Linked DNA regions of Sus scrofa: region 1 is linked to region 2. The links are chromatin contacts, called in public HiChIP or PLAC-seq maps. All regions are on one chromosome and are shown on one strand. The core of a region is the stretch at or near the end of the contact, and the rest is flanking DNA. Distances in the headings are between cores, read along the strand shown.

Evidence for each region. HiChIP or PLAC-seq counts read pairs in DNA pulled down with a chosen protein or histone mark.
Region 1: a contact with region 2 is called in an H3K27ac HiChIP or PLAC-seq map of alveolar macrophages. The contact joins the promoter of PUS7 here to the promoter of LOC106504991 in region 2. A contact is called at or near these places in 1 of 5 promoter capture datasets (liver), 1 of 47 Hi-C or Micro-C datasets (heart right ventricle) and 2 of 2 datasets of contacts at active chromatin or transcription factors (alveolar macrophages and skeletal muscle).

What each region holds. Positions count from the first base shown.
Region 1 is chr9:105,387,684-105,390,383 of Sscrofa11.1, forward strand. It overlaps PUS7 (pseudouridylate synthase 7 homolog), which reads right to left and starts at 1,289. Exons shown (of 16, transcript XM_021102594.1): 1 at 1,034-1,289.
Region 2 is chr9:104,911,373-104,914,076 of Sscrofa11.1, forward strand. LOC106504991 reads right to left here and starts at 1,433. Exons shown (of 3, transcript XM_013979822.2): 1 at 1,128-1,433; 2 at 199-822. The coding sequence starts at 1,433. The region is part of intron 1 of KMT2E (histone-lysine N-methyltransferase 2E); the gene reads left to right.

The DNA.
Region 1 (2,700 bases), core at 39-2,538, 480 kb after region 2:
GACATGAAAAGAGGTGACTGTTCTAGGCAGTGGGAACAGGGCCTGAAAAGAACCTAAGGCAGGAGCAAACTTAGTAAACAGACCAGCTGGACTGTCATTTCTCTATCTTACTTGCAGGCAGAAGCCGTGTTTTATTAACCGCTCTACCGCACCAGTTTCTATCAAAAGACGCTGTTCAAAAGAAGTAGTTAAATTGATATATGGGAACAGTTGGCTACGTTGCCTAATGACTAAACAAAATCATTGCCCATCCATTCCCTTTGGTCTGACAAAGAAACTAAATATTTAAAAGGTTAAACCCTCTCTAAACCCTATTTCTTGGCAGGCACCAATACCCAGGCAATGAGGATGTACTTTTAAACCTCTTGGTGCAGGGCTGGCGGTAAAGATTCCGTGCAGATGAGTTTCAATACGCCCAGCAGCACCTCCTGCAGCCATTCACTAACCACCCGGCAGAGGACTGCCAAGAAAAAATCTGGCTTGCTCCTACACTGGGAAACGTACACAAAAAAGGCAGTGTCCGGAGTGCCTGCTCGCCTAGCACTTGTAGACTCCCGGATAGTAATGATAGATAATTAAGAGGACGAAAGCACGTGGGCTGGACCCGGTAGAAAAGTGGCCAAGACGTGTACGGGAGCTGTAAAGGGCTTCGAGATAAAAGCCAGTTTTCTCTTACGGGAGAAAGGAGTTTAGGGAGCCTCAGAGGCAAAGAAAGGGAGGAGTGAGACAGGGAGGAGTGAGACGGGGATCCTCCGACTGATCCGCGGGGACGAGGGAGGACCGGCCGTGAGGAAAGCGGGGGTGGGGCTGGCCCCAACGAAACGCAGAACACGCCTGGCGCTAGCCGCGCTCCCCCGGGCTCGATCCATAATGGAGGAGCCGTGGGCGTGCCGAGGGCTCAGACCCTTCCCGATCCACAACCGGGACGCCTCCTCAGTCCACACTGCTCCTTCGGGCGGGGTTTGGGGGCCAAGGCGCCGAGCCGACGGCTGGCCGCGGAGCCCGGCCGGCTGAGGCGAGGCCGCGCACTTACCCGGGGCCTGAGAGCGCGGGTGCAGCGCGGGACGGGCGGCGAAGTGGCGCACGCGCTGCTCCGGACGCAGGAGGGCGGAGGCGGCGGCGAGGGCCAGTCGGAAGAGCCAGCTGCCACGGCGGCCGGGAAGAGGCAAGGAGAGCAGTCTGAGACCGGGCCCGCAGCGCTGAGGCGTACTAACCGCCGCCAGCCTCCCACACGTGCGTCGCAACGACGTGCCGCTGCCGGCTCGCCCCACCCCTGGGGTGGAGCCCGCCTTCTGCCGCCGACCACGCCCCTCACCGCTGCCTGCCGCTGCTGATTGGGGAGAGGTCCCGCCCATTCCCTCCCACTCCTGCGCAATGGCCCTGTGGAGGACGCCCTCTGGCCCCCTTTGGCCTTGCCACCTGCGGGGCATGGAGCTTTGGTGAACCTTTCAGTCCGGGAGTCTCCGTCGGTCGCACCTGGGCTTTGGCGGGGACAAAAAGTGATTTAGTCATGCCCCAGAGTTCTTTAGAATCATGAGCAGCAATTGCATATAACTTGTCTTATATTAACGGTTTCTTTGAGGGAGAGTAATGAATAATGATTTTGGTAGTTAGTGTAGAAACATGGGTTTGGATATATTCCCTGATTAATGTCCATCTTTTAAGACTTGTAAAAACAAATCTAGACAAACAGGTCTTGCTTGTTGGAAGATTAACTATTGAAAGTACGTTCGTTTTTGGGGGGTGGGGGGATGTGCTTGGGCTGTGGGATGGAAATCCTGTGAAATTAGATTGTTATAATCATTATACAACTACAGATGTGATAAATTCATTTGAGTTATAAAAAAAATGAAAAAAATAAAGTTTAATAAAGAAAAATGAAAAAAATTCCACCATTACAGAACATTGTAAATCAACTATATGTTAATTAAAAAATTTTTTCGCCATTAAAAAAAAAAAGTACATTCGTTTTAATGTCAAGGTGGACATTAACATCCCTGACCTATACATTTGACTGTTAGCAAAAGAATATAAAGTGTGGCAACTCCCAGTCTAGGGGAAAGAAGAACAAAGTAGCCATAAAACGTATGGGGCATATCCGTCTCTAAGACCATTGCCCCCCCCCCCCATTGGTTAAAGCCTGATATAGGTGACTGGACAAGAACAATGGGGGAAAGGAATGATATCCGGACCCCACGTTGGTATCCAGTCCTTAAGAAATAAAAACCTCCATAGAACAATAGGAAGGGGGGACTCTTCCTCCCCTTCCCAGTGTCTGTGCTGGGAGCTATTTGCTTTCCTGTAATTAAAGACACTTGCTTGCTGCCTTGTGTGTGTTGGTGAAGTTCATTCTTCGGCTCTGTGAACAAGAACCCAGATTCTGGTAACATCTTTCTGGCATCAGTAACAAGTTTGTGCGTCTGTGTGAGGAAAAATAAAATTCCCTACTCATGCCATGCTCTTCAAGTAGCACACATTTCCTGCCAAAAGGCTGGCCTCTAATAGCTTTTGCACATTTAATATTTTGCCAAATTCCAATCTCAGTGAAAAACCAGTATATTATTACAAGTCCTACACTCCTGCTAGATTTTTTTTTAGTTGTAGGCAAATACCATTTTAAACATTTTCAAGTGTACAGTTGAAGGGCTTTAAGTATCTTCATGTTGTGCAACCATTACTATCATTAATCTCCAGAACTCT
Region 2 (2,704 bases), core at 183-2,682:
TGGTTTGGGGAGTGGGAGAGAGCGCATCCTTTTGGGAGGACGAAGGGAGAGGGAAGGGTCTTTCCCAAGGCCTAGGATCAGTATCCTTCCACCCAGTAGTGGCGCGCGCGCGCGAGCTCACCGATATCCAGACTTGAGGGCTACTCAGGGAAAAGGGATAAAGAACCAATCCCACCAAATTCCGAAACTTCCCCAAACCTTCAGTGAATTGTTGAATGCATCTGTTGTGAAACAGACGGAGACTCTGTCCACCTCTCTGCCTCCAGTTGGCCGTCTTCGAGCCTCCCTGGAGAGGCAACGGCGGGCAGCAGCCCACAAGCAAAATGGCGGCAGGCAGCTTCGTCCCCTCCCCCTCTGCCCCTGCGGAGCGGGGCGGGCGGGCCCCGTGCACTTGCCGCCGCCGCGGCCGCCGCCGCCGCCGCCGCCGCGGCCGCCGCCGCCGTCGCCGCCATTTTCCCAGAGCGAGCGGCAGTGACACTGAGCGGGCGCAGGGGGCCGAGTCGGAGACCGTGCCGGAGTCGGGAGCGGCAACAGAGGGGGCATAGACACTCTGAGCAGCCTCGCCGTCGCCTCTGCGTTCCTGCTGACTGCTTCGGTGCCCCCTCCCCTACTCCTCGGTTGCTGGTGAAGAGGCTTCGCGCTGCTGTTTGGGGAGGGGTGTGTGGAGCCGGGTCCTGTGTCCGCAGTGGCTGCTATCGGGGGGTCGCCTGACCGCGGAGGTGTGGAGAGACTCCTTGGGGGTCGAGCACATAACGGGGTTCGGGTGTCTGGTGTGTGAACATCGCAGGTCAGTGCCTGTCGTCTCCTTGGGAGTTCATGGGGCTTGCGGGATGGAGAGACGTGTGTTTCCAGGGGGAGGGGGCTTTCTCATCTTTATCCTTCCGGGGGGGCGGGGGGGAATCGACGTTGGCTCTCAGGTGTCTTGGCGGGGGCAAGACGTTGCTCGTTTGAATCGAATTTATTCTTTTTCCTCCCTGTCCCTAGAAAGGGAGCATTATGGCGGGTTTTAGGGTTGGGGAAGGGGGAAACTGGCAGTTAAACCCCCTAGAGAGTGGGAGTTAGGGAGGGGGCGCACTCCTCGCCGGCAGCGGGTTAGGGCCGCTTGGGTGAGGAGGGAGGCTTCTGACTGTTAGTGGGGTTTGTGCTCGAAGAGGTCCCAGGAGCTGCCAGCTCTCCCTTTCCTCTGCCGCATCTTGTTCAGGTGCTGGGAACCCGTATAGGCCCCATTTTCTTCTGCTACTTCCATTCTTGCCGGGCAGTCTGTGGCTTAATTTTCTCATAAATGCAAAGGGGGTGGAAAGAACGCCCTGGGTCTCTCCCTTTGTGGGAGAACGAGACCGCTCCTCATCTTCCCCGGGAGAGGGTAAACCCGCCCCTGAGGTGGTCACCCCAGTACCCAGCCTTCTCAGTCTCCTCCCCCACTCCTCTTGCATTATCGCCGTCCTTTACTGTACCGGAGGCTTAGAAGCCACAATATGGCACATTTCAGGAAAGCTGATTTTGACCAAGGGATTGGCACAAACACTGTGGCAGCAGGCACAGAAGAGAAACAAACGGTTCACTGTGCTAAACGGGGGAGGGGGAGAGAGAAAACAATCCGGAGGGCTCTCTTCCACCGGCCTCCGTTCGGTAGAGATCCGTTCTTGCCAGACTCTGTCTCAAGAACGATACAGTTTAAAGTCGAAGGGAAATCGCTGGAGTTAGCTTTAGAGTAAACCCCGTTTTGCCCATTTCCCCCCCTTTTTAGAGATGTGAATAGCGTAAGGTATTTGGAGTTCTGGAGACCTTGGAGAGAATTAAGTGAGGTGCATTCAACTCTGGACTGGAGACATCAGTACCTAATTGGCAGACAGTCCGTTTTTTCCTTGAATCTCAGAGATGGGCAGTAAAAAGTGAAATTTCCCTCTTTTGTCCTTTACAGATTCTAAAAATGGCGGCCCCAGGCTGATGTTGTGGTAATCTAATCAGCTCGGGTCCTCCACACCCCATGCAGTGCGTTTGTCTGCAGCATATTACAGGCTTATTATGTTTACATGAAAAGACTGGTTTTTGTTTTTTTTTTTCTTCCCCAATCCGTTTACACAAGTGTGTTGATTTTACTGCAAATTACAATGCTGTGTTTTAGTTGATTAATTTTATGGGTTTTTCCTGAGAGGCAAATGAAATGACACCACTTTTGAAAAAAATAAAAACACTCAGGTAGCCTTAGAAATTTCAGTAATGAGGCTGGGTGTTCTTGAATATTTTTAAAAAAATTATTTGGGGACAAAAAACAGTTTCTGTTTGGTTTAGCCCAAGCGTCTATTATTCAGTAACAAAGTAAATTAAAATATTTAGCAAGTGTAAAGTATTACACTATTTTGTATGATTAAACGTTTTAATCTGGAGTGGAACGTTTCCCATCCAACTCTTGACCAGTTTTTTGAATTTTGGTTTTTGTACTCTTTGAGTTTAATTTTTAGGGAGCTGTACAAACAAGCCTAAACCTGTTACTTCACTGGGTGTGGAGATACTTGTTCTCACTATTATATTTTGCATCCATTTTTCCCATATATTAAAGCATTCCTTAGGAATTCCTTAGATTAATTAATTGTGAATTTGATAAAGTGGAGTTCCATGCTTTGTTGCCCTTTGAAATTGTCTTCTAGCATGCTGTCAGAATTCTGTAAGTAAAAAAGTGAGGCTGTAGTTCTTAATTTTTTTT